2 separate regions of the Mus musculus genome follow, and region 2 is linked to region 1. Evidence: chromatin contacts called from public Hi-C data. All regions are on one chromosome and are shown on one strand. Each heading gives the region's core, a stretch centred on a gene start, on an enhancer-like site or on the middle of the called end of the contact. The rest is flanking DNA. Distances are from core to core; before and after follow the strand shown. Region 1 overlaps Gm30257 (a long non-coding RNA gene). Region 2 has its middle 15 kb from the start of 6430710C18Rik.

Region 1 (4,989 bases), core at 1,578-4,077:
TAGGACTACAGACCATGTGAGTATTGGAACCCAACCTGGGACCTCTTCAAGGACAACACATCTATATCATTACATAATATCATGAGTATAGTATAGAGCATAATACTGATAAATATAATAGGTGTATGCTGTATGACTTATCTGTGTGGTTATGTATTCTGTGTGTTCTCTTGTCATCCCATCTCACTATGCAGACCAACATGAACACAGCTGGCAACATTGTTTCTCCTTCTTGAGTTCCACTAAGATGTCTTGGCTCTCTCTGAGAAAGGTGGCTTGCCAATGACCAAAAGGCCTCATGTTGCTGCAATTGCTGGGAAAGACACTAATGCTAAAGGATTTCACTATGGATGACGTGTGGGCCACACTTACCATTGAGGACCTCAGTAATAACAGAGGGAAGGTACCAGTGGTGTTTTAGATTGAGGCATCTGCTTCGAATTATTGTAATTATTTTGGTTTTCTTGCCTTTCAGCGTCCAGGCCTAAGATTGCAAAGCCTGGAGTCGGTGTACTTATGACTGACAGATCATCCTTCATCCTAAGGTAAATCCTGAAAGCCATTTTCATCAAGCTGCACGAGGAGAGCAAAGTGAACCAGCATGTTCCAGCGTACGCGGAGATGGAGGAACGCCCACAGAAGGGAAAACTTAGCTCACTCGGTAGAGAGAGATAAAGCTACGTGTGGCCGTGCAGTGTGGCCGGGATATTCACAGGCTGCAACACAAAGGTCGCACTGGAGAAGGAAGGGTGAAGGGACCAGCGAGGAAGGACAGGAGAGAGGATGTGCAGAGCCACAGACCCCAAAGCCTCAGGGCCAGGCAGTGAGCCACAGGGGGTGCCAGACGCTGCAAATGCCTGTGAGTGCAGACGTGTTCACAGACACATCTGGATGTGTCTCAAAGAAAAAACATGAAGGAGAGAGGAGAAAGACTTGCAGATGTAGCGTGAGTGACCCTAACGGTGATGGTGAACAGGTAGATTTTCTGTTACTATATCCCTTATTCCTTTAAACTTTTCAATTTTTCCATTAAAAAAAGTAAAAGAAAATGCTTTAAATGCATACACAAGCAGATGCATAGGGCTGCCATTTTAAGCCTCTGTAACTGAAAACATAGACATGCACACACATCAAAATGGCTGCCATATTTTGTATCCGATCACAAGAGGAAGACAAATAGTAAGCTCATGACTGTGATTAATAAGGAAGTCCCAAAGCCAATAGGATCATGAGGCATGATAGCTTCCATTTTTATAGATCAAGCACTGCTTGGTACAACACATTTAGCTTCTCATACATACCCACATACACCAATGCACACATCTGCACACTCAGCATCACCCCAGTGTTGAGATGCTTTGGAAAGTGAGCGACTCCTTAAGAGCCAGCCAGCCTTTCATGGTGAGCCTGGCCAGACAGTTCACTGGATTCCTGGGTGTCGAGATGAACATGTAGTCACTGCCATATTCCTAGACTACAGTAGCAACGGTTAAAGTATCTGTTAGGCTGATTAACCAAACAGCCTTTACACCTTAGAAACTTCATCCCGATGGATCATAGAAAGTCTGCATAGAAAATGAGCAAAGGGGAACTGTTGGGATAATTGAAAAAAAAACCACAAAAACCTTTAATGAAAAAGAATGTAATGGGCAATACAAAAATAATTATGAGATTGGCAAGATGGCTCAGGGGGTAAAGGCACAGGCTACCAAGTCTGACGGCCTGAGTTTGATCCCTAGCACCCTGTAGTAGAAAGAGAAAGCTGACTTTTCCGAGTTTTTGGAATGTCACATGTGTGTCCTGGCACATTCAAGCAAGTACACACACACACACACACACACACACACACACACACACACACACACACAGAGAGAGAGAGAGAGAGAGAGAGAGAGAGAGAGAGAGAGACTGAGACAGAGAGGGAGAGAGAGACAGAGAGAGGGAAAGATAGACACAGACAGAGAGTGTGTAAAATAACATTTTAAAATTATCTCCCCAAATAGATATAAAGATGGTAGTTTCACAGACAGACAGACACAAACATGACTCTAAACATGTTTAGCACATTAGCATCTTCTAGACCTGACTTTGAAGCTACTCGAGTACATTCCAGGCCACATTCCCCACGGATGCCACATTGGCTGGGACTGGAATCACAATCCATTCCAGAGACTATGCTAGAGACCCAGATGTGTTGGCTACTCCCTTCATCCAAGAGTCTCCTGGAGCGTTTGGAGACCTGCCTCTGTAGCATGACCCAGCAACATGGGACGGAAAGTTCCTGAGTGGATACTGTCATAATCAGGCAGGCACTGGAAGTTGGCAGGTGAGGGCTGCTAGGTACCCGTACTATGCAGGCAGCACGTCTGACTAGTGAGGGCTGCCATCCAATGCAACTAAGCTGCCAAGCCAGGTTCCTTCCACATAAGACAGGCAGGGTACAGGAGAGAGCCTGACTCAGCAAGTAACACCTAAGCAGGATCCAGTGCAGAGGATCACAGCCAGCAGCACTCCTTTGCCCGAGTCCCACCTTCTCTGACCTGCCCTCGCTGGCTCTGGACTCCTAGAAAGTGATGAAACTTTCCAGAGCCAGAGCGCGCGCGCACACACACACACACACACACACACACACCCTCCCTGCCTCCACGCCAGAGTCATTTCCCAGTGACTGTGAATCAGTAGAAACACTCGCCTTTCCTGGCTCAGCCTGACTTAGAGACATCACAAGTGACAGAGTAATTCAGTTGTGACAGGAGCACCGCCAGGGGACACACTTGTCAACGGGCCCATCTGTCTACTGTCACTCTCTATCCCCTCAAAAGCGTACGGGGTTGCCCCTCTGCTGGGAATGTTACGGGCAGAATTACGCTCACTCATCCCACTCCAGATGTGGCGCTGCATCGGCTGTTTGCTTTAGAGTGGGGGCGGGGCAGCCACCGGGACGGCAGAGGGCGAGTGTAGAACTTGCAGCCCCCAGGTAACTGTATCTCTCTGTGCCTAGGGGTTTTCACAGAATGAAAATAAGGAGTTATGATGTCATGCACTTACTTCACCAAGGTTTGCTCCACTGCTACTATAGATGCAGCGAATGGCTGCGTAGATGAAGCGATGCAATTCCTGGGTGCTGCCCTCTCTGAGCTGAGGGGCTTCCTAAGAGAAGCTACATTGCCTGTACAGTTACCAGATCACCACATTTTATAACTAGGAAGCCAATGAGTAGCACAAATCCTAGATGTTGCAAGCTGGCCACTGTTGACGTTAAATAGCCACAACTGAAATCCAGCTGGGCTGTGACGTCATCCTTCCCTCTGCTTCCCTTCCTCAAATGTTAGATGGTCTCCTCTCCCAGAATGGGGTGTCCAAGGCCGGACCTGATCTCCACTGTGCTCAGCAGGCCTCCCTGTGCCTGGCACACTGTGCTGAGCAGTAATACATGGTGAACACTGAACTTGGTGTTCTTTAGGTCTTCTTTGGCACCTCCTGCTTTGGGTTTGACGTGATGAGGCTTGTTCTCTGTTAAAGCTAAGTTCTGAGAGGGCAGGTACCTTCTTGCCAATCTCTGACTTCCTGGTAGGCACACCTACATGCACTAATTTAACAATCAATGACTGAAACTTCGCCCGCAGTAATCATCAAAGTGGCCCGATGACACAGATCTGCCACCCAGTCCTCAGGAGGCTGGAGCAGGACAGTTTTGAGTCCAAGGTCGGCCTGGACTACATAGTAAGTTCAAGGCCAACTAGGGCTAGAAATATAAGACATTGTCTTGAAAATTTGGCACGCAGCTCAGTGGTACAGTGCTTCAATACTGTGCACAAAACCCTGCAACAGAGCCCGGTTTTGCAAAAGGACAATGAAAATTAACTCAAGAGCAAATAGATGCCGTAAGAAAGGAAATAACCAGGCTAAGGATATAAGTTAATATTAGAGCATTTGTCTAGCATGCTCATGCACCTGGGTTCAAATCTAAGCACTATCCCCCCCCCACAAAAAAAAAGATAAAAAATTGTCAAGTCTACAAGTCCCACAAATTTACAAACTATGTTATCTATACTAATTTTTTTCTCCCAGTCACCTGAGGCTAACTTGGAAATCATAGGAAATGCTCGTTTTTACTGACCGTTGAAGAGCCTAGGCACAAAGAGATCATTATTGGTTACAGGACCTGGGCTATCCTGTAGGAGGGTGCAACTTAGCCAGCATTATTTTTATTGTCTCCCAGATCCAAACAGGCACTCCGATAAACACACTCAGATGCTTCCAACTCGCAATGGAGCCACAGGTATAGCAGGTGAGACCTGAATGCCCTTATCCCTTCAATCCATGTCGCAGACCCTACGGGCAAAATTCCAAAGAGCAGAAGGCAGGAGATGCCCATGTGCACGAGTTTTGTTTTGTTTTGTTTTGTTTTGTTGCCTGACGTAATTGTCGTCTCAGAGGCTGTCTTTGTCTGCTAACCTAGACCTAGTCCTAGAGCTTCTAGCCTCTGTACCATCATATCTAGGCCTGGAATGTATTCAGTTTCTGAGACATGTTGCTGAATAAACTCACCTCTTCCTTGTTCTTTCTGATCTCTGGCTGTCTGGTTCAAGTCCGCTAGCTGGTCAGACTCAAACTCCTCTCCAAGCTGACTGATCTGGCTTCTGTCAGTTTCTCACTGAATTGCTCTGCTTGTCCTCATAGTAACTTTGGCAATCTCTTCTGATCTTCTGGCTTCTTCTCGTTCTCTGGCTCATTCTATCTTCACCCGTGTCTAGCTTGTTCCCTTTTCAACCTGTCTCTGTAAAATTCTTGGTAAAAACTGCCTCCTTTCTCCATGACGCTCTTTCTTAAATAGCCCCTCTTTTTTTCTCCGTTCTCCTGTGAGTTGGGCATATCCTATTCTGTCAAATATGTCTTCATTGCTTTATCTGCCACTTAATCAGGCATCACCTTCAAATGGGTGCTTCCTTCTACAAACTGACTTTACCATTATTGTTTGGGATTAAA
Region 2 (5,381 bases), core at 2,286-4,785, 89 kb after region 1:
GACAATCTGAGCCCCCAAATCCCAACAGCTGGCTGGTCAGCCAGTCTAGCATACCAATGAACTCCAGGCCAGTGGGAGATTGTCTCAAAAAAAAAAAAAAAAAAAAAAAAAGGTGGAGAGCAATAGTCTAGACACACAATGTCCACTTCTAACCTCCATAGTCACAAGCATGGGTCTGTACACCACATGTGTGCACACACACACACAGTCACACACACAGTCACACACAAAGTTTGTGTGCATGATGGTACATACCTATATTCCCACAACCTGGAGGAGACAGAAGCAAGAGTTTGAGGCCAATGTGGACTTCATAGGGAGACCCTGTCTCAAATGGTTTAATGACTTTCCTAAATTGAGCTAGTTTGATTTCACATCGGTTTGTGTCTATTGATTGTATTGCTTTAATGAGACTTGACATGCAATAAGTTGCAGTCGTTTAAATATGCAATTCACATTTTTATGCATGGGTATATCCATGGGGCCGTCAACACAATCAGAGATACAGACAAATCCACTGCCCCTAAATTACCTCACTCCGCTTCCTTTGACTGAATGAATCCAGCTCTGTGCTGCTTTCCCTGCATCAGAAAGTCAAATTGCTGAGAAATCTAATTCTGAGCCTTATTGGGCTTTTATTTGGACAAGTTGAATAAATGCGTGTGATTTGTTGACAATACATTCACAAATGAGGGCATGAGAAATTTGTCTTTAAATTGCATCTGCAAAGAAACTTCATAGTAAACTCTATTTGTCCTGGGAAGTATTAGACTACTTGGAAGATTGAAATTGGAAAGTGAGCAATCACACTTTGAAAGGTCCCTAGTTTTCATCTCTTCCAGGTCTACAGATTTTTCTAAAGCTAAACAACAGATTCCTGACGTAAATACCACAGCTTCTCGCCCTCTGCCATCCTGGGCAGTACAAACAAAGCCCTGATGTCACTTTTTCATTCCACCACATCTTATAGCCAGTCGGTAATTAAATCTTATTTAAGAATTGCTCCATGCAAATCTTGATGTTCCGGATAAAACTATGTCAATGGAGTTCTGTATGCGTCTACAGAGGCCTTCTATTCTGCAGGCGCTTAGCTGGAATCCTGGGGCTGTGGGGCTGCTGCTGACTTGCTCTGAGCTCCTCACACTCCATTTCCCTGTCTAGAAAGTGGAATTCAGAAAAATCAAATCTCCATGAAGATAACAGGCGACCCTTAGTGATAGCTGCCATTGACTTGTTGGTTCTGGTCACGCCACAGGCTAGAAGTAAGAGAGAAAAAACTTTGATCTCTGTGATCCTGGAGGAAGCTTCTCCATCATCGCTGTCCAGTGAAGCCAGTCATCAATTTAGGATATTTGTTCACCACCTATGACCAGTCAATGAACAGCTCTTGCAGCAGAAAAGAAGAAAGTGATACTCACCTGCCAGAATCAGCTGTTCCTTCAAAAACTCAGCTTTCTAGGGCTAGTGATATAGCTCAGTTAGTAGAGGACATACTTAACATACATGAGGCCCTGGGTTCAATCCTCAGCACCACATAAATTGGGCATGGTGACACGCGCTCATAATCCCTGCCTTTGGGAAACGAAGGCATGAGGACCTGAAGTTCAAAGCCATTCTCGGCTACTTACTGAGTGCCAGGCCAGGCTAGGATGCATGTGACCCTGCCTCATACGCAAGCAATGGGCGCTCAGCTCCCTGAGGCTTTCAGAAGGCAGCTGTAGGTGTGACCACCCACCATAGGAGGCCCCTGCAGTCCTTCTACAAGCGAAGAAGCAGAGTACAACCAGATTTCCAGTGTTCCCAATGGGCTCTAGGACATACAAGCCCAGGAAAGCAGGTTTCCCTTGAAATAGCTCTCTTGAAATGCTTTTTTTACATTGTGTAATGGTAAACCTAGAAAACAAGGTGCCCACCTTGGCTTAGGGAGTGTGTCCTAAGGAAATGATCCAAAAGGTAATATAAAACCAACAGGCATAGAAAGTAACTGGGTATTAACTACCCTCAGGAATTCAGAGAGGGTCATCTAGAGGCTTCACTTCCCAAAATACTAACTGTGGTCACCTCTACTTTTGTTCCCATCCCTCACACCTAGCCGCCTGAAAAATATGTTTACTATTCTATCATTTGGTTAAAATGGGACATTGTCAGGTGGAAACCCTAACACCTGATTAACATGTTAACTGCATTCATGGCATGCCTTCGATAAGGAATTTGATAACAGCATATGTCATAATTATATTGTGGAATGCAATAGCATGTTCCAGTGAGCTACACATAATTATATTAAAGCAGTATTTACGGCAATTATATCATTTGTTGAATTGTTGTAATTTCATTAAGTATAGGAGCCTGTAATGGATTAAATTCAGAAATGCTGAAGTTTTACAGTGGCTCCCCTTGAAAAGTATTAAAGAGCTATGGGGCTTGTGTTGTTCTGCTGAGTCCCAATTAGGGACTAAACACAATAGGGGATTAGATGCCATTCCCTTTGCAAATTCTCTTGGGTTCTTCTCCCACCTCACCCCAACCCCCATCTCACCCTAAGCCCCACCCCCAGCCCAGCTCAAACTGAGAGCTTTTCCTTTTGACAAGCATGGCTCACTCAGTCCCATCTCCCTGGCCCGAGACCACCATCTCCCAAGCACCCTCACAGCACCTCTGCTGTGATCTCCATTGAAAAGAATTCCATCTCACTCTCGCAGAGCCTGCTGGATTGAACATGAGGATTTTGTTGTTGTTGATTTGTTTTGTAAGGGTCCATGATTCTTTGAAGAATGATACCCCAAACTCAAATAGTATGTAAAAGCAAAGAGTGTTTTATTCTGCAGAAGTCCAGCATGCTCCAAGATGGAAACCCCCAAAGTGAGCTTGCAGGCCCAATTTAAAGTATATTAGGGGAATTCCAGGAAGAGTAGGTGACCTCTATCATTGGCTTCATCTCTAGGGACAATCCAGAACCATTGCTGGGGACGTCTGGAAACTGCTACTGACCCATTTTCCTTGCCTCAGGCCAGGTGGCAGGCAGCTTCTGAGGCCTGGACTTGCCTGGACTTGCCCAGTTCTTAGAAGCAGAGATTTAAGCCTTGTCTCCTGAACTGCCAATTTGAAGCCTGTCACAGAGTCAACATGTCTCATTAGTTTGTTTGTTGGTTGTTATTGTTTGAGACAAAAATCTTGGACTGTAGCTCCAGCTGGCCTGGTACTCTATATGTGGCCCAGGCTAGCCCCAAACTCCTGGTGATCCTGTGTATCAGGGTCACATGTGCTGCAATTACGAGTGTGAGCCACTGTGTCCAGCGTATACTTGTTCATTTTTTTATGTAGAATCCTAGCCTGGAAAAACAAAGTTATGGCCCTTGAACAAGCAAGGGCTGTGACTAATCAGTCCCTGGCCCCACTGCACGCCTACTAAGCCAGAAGCTGCCTTTGAACAAGATCCTCGAGTGATTCCCTTGCCTTTGAATAGGAGCTTCAGGTGATTAGCGGTGGCATGAAAGTTTGGGATACCCAGAGGCCAACCTGGTTTACAACCTGGCTTGCTCATCCTCTGAGGAAACAAGGCGCTAGGTTGCACCCTGGTGATTAGCTCAGCGCTAGATCAAGAAGGTGTGCATTCTGCTGCTAACCATTGTGGCTAACCAAGAGATACAGCTGACCCCCAAACTGCTCCAAGCATGTGGTGGCTTTCAGGTCACTCCACAACCCACCTGTGGGGTCACAAAACAGTGCAACAATGCTTTTTAACTCAATTCATATGTTTGTCTGTTTTCAGGCAAAGACTCACTCTAATTCTGGCTAGCTAGCGTGGTACTCAAGGCATCCTCCTGCCTCAGCCTCCTGAATGCTAGGATTATAGACGTGCACCATTAGGCCCATCAGGAACAAGCAGTTGGTGCACATGATATGAAAGGGGTGGGGGGTCAGGGGATACTGGGGACTAGAGGTTAACCAGCAGAGATGGGACTGAGAGAGCAGGGGAGAAGATGGGCTGAGGGTGAGTTAGCCAAAATAAAGCTGTGTGAGAAACAGAAACAGAAACAGTATACAGAAACCCACTACCTCTAAAGCTAATTTAAAACTGTAATTATTTCTAAACGGTGTACCCCCACATGGGTACACAATGTTCCCGCAGAAGACATGGGTTATTAACGAAAATCTCAGTGCCAGACATGAGATATCCGAGTATGTCAGGGTGGCCTAAGAGTCCCTCAGAACAACACAGGCTACTGCCGCTGGCCTTGTTTTCCCACTTGGATGCTAAGAGCTATGTGGTAAAGCTTTAGGGCAGAAGGCACGATACACTTTGGTTATCGGACAAAAAGAAACCAAGCTGAAACTGACCTTAAACCTTGCTCCCTGCCACTAGCTTTCATAGTGCTACAACAGGCTGCGAAGGCATTAGAGGACAAAAGCCACCAACGTATCATCAAACCCTGAGTTCTATAATTAACCGGCCAGGCAGGATGCACCCATGGTGCAATAACGGTAGGTCTGTTACTGGAGTGATGAACTATTTTATGTGCCATAGGAAGGAATTTGAGTCTCCTACTGTAAACCTGAGCATAAGCACATGGTTTCTAATGGGGAGCATGCCACTGGTGCCTTACTGAACGAACGTGTTGTCAAACTGCCTTTTAGGTCGTTATGTTTATGGCCATAGGTTAGTGCTGTTCTCAGCCCTGAACCGAGGAGACGCTTCCCTCTGTAGCAGATAACAGATAATGCAGAAACTCTTGACTGGTTAAGTACTGAGAATAAATGACTTTTGAGTGTTCAGTCCTAAACTGGTCATCTGTATCAACCTTACCTTTGTGAAACGTGGAGCAGGAGAATGTGAAGGACAGATAAACCATGAAATAGTCAAGAGGAGCATTTAGAATCCTGGAGAGCCAGAGCATCTACTTAGCGGATCTGTGTGGGACACGCCTGTAGTGATGTTTTCTGGGGCGGAGTTGAGGCCACGTGGCAGGTCAGTATGTTTTCCATTGGCCCGTCATGAGTACCCTCTGCTCCTTCCACAGCAGTTCCCAGCAAAGAAACCGCTGCTTCGACAGCGAATCTCAACAGCTCCAGCACGGGATTCAAATGTGTTTACTGCTCAGAATTCTGGGCGCAATCGTATCATGTCTGTAATACTTCCCTTGAACAGGCCCAGCCCCTAGCGGGTGAATCTTCCTCGAGCATAGCAGTCCTGGGACCTATTCATCCGCATGCATGCGAGTTGAGAGATCTTTAAACGTATCACCTACTGATCACTTCCAAAGGAAAGCAATGTGTTTAGAAGGATATGGAGACGGCTCAGAGTTTCAGAGCACTGGCTGCTCTTCTAGAGAACCTTGGTTCAATTCCCAGCACCCACATGGTTACCTACAACTACCTGT

What was found. A called contact is a pair of places that touch in the nucleus more often than the background predicts.
Region 2: a contact with region 1 is called in a Hi-C map of muscle stem cells, with 1.5 times the contacts expected there. The contact joins two enhancer-like sites. A contact is called at or near these places in 2 of 39 promoter capture datasets (both in liver), 7 of 484 Hi-C or Micro-C datasets (the G1E-ER4 cell line, the HL-1 cell line, cerebral cortex and 4 more) and 2 of 115 datasets of contacts at active chromatin or transcription factors (fibro-adipogenic progenitors and trophoblast stem cells).

What each region holds. Positions count from the first base shown.
Region 1 is chr2:72,738,439-72,743,427 of GRCm38.p6, forward strand. It overlaps Gm30257 (a long non-coding RNA gene), which reads left to right. Exons shown (of 5, transcript XR_374639.3): 2 at 476-545; 3 at 4,223-4,291. Among named protein-coding and RNA genes, the nearest start is that of Gm30257, 7.1 kb to the left of the region's middle. Within about 2 kb of position 2,828, at least 40 of the 459 cell types and tissues checked have an H3K27ac peak or open chromatin away from gene starts, as enhancers often do. A contact at or near this core is called in muscle stem cells, where this site is marked.
Region 2 is chr2:72,826,301-72,831,681 of GRCm38.p6, forward strand. No RefSeq gene overlaps it. Among named protein-coding and RNA genes, the nearest start is that of 6430710C18Rik, 15 kb to the left of the region's middle. Within about 2 kb of position 3,536, at least 13 of the 459 cell types and tissues checked have an H3K27ac peak or open chromatin away from gene starts, as enhancers often do. A contact at or near this core is called in muscle stem cells, where this site is marked.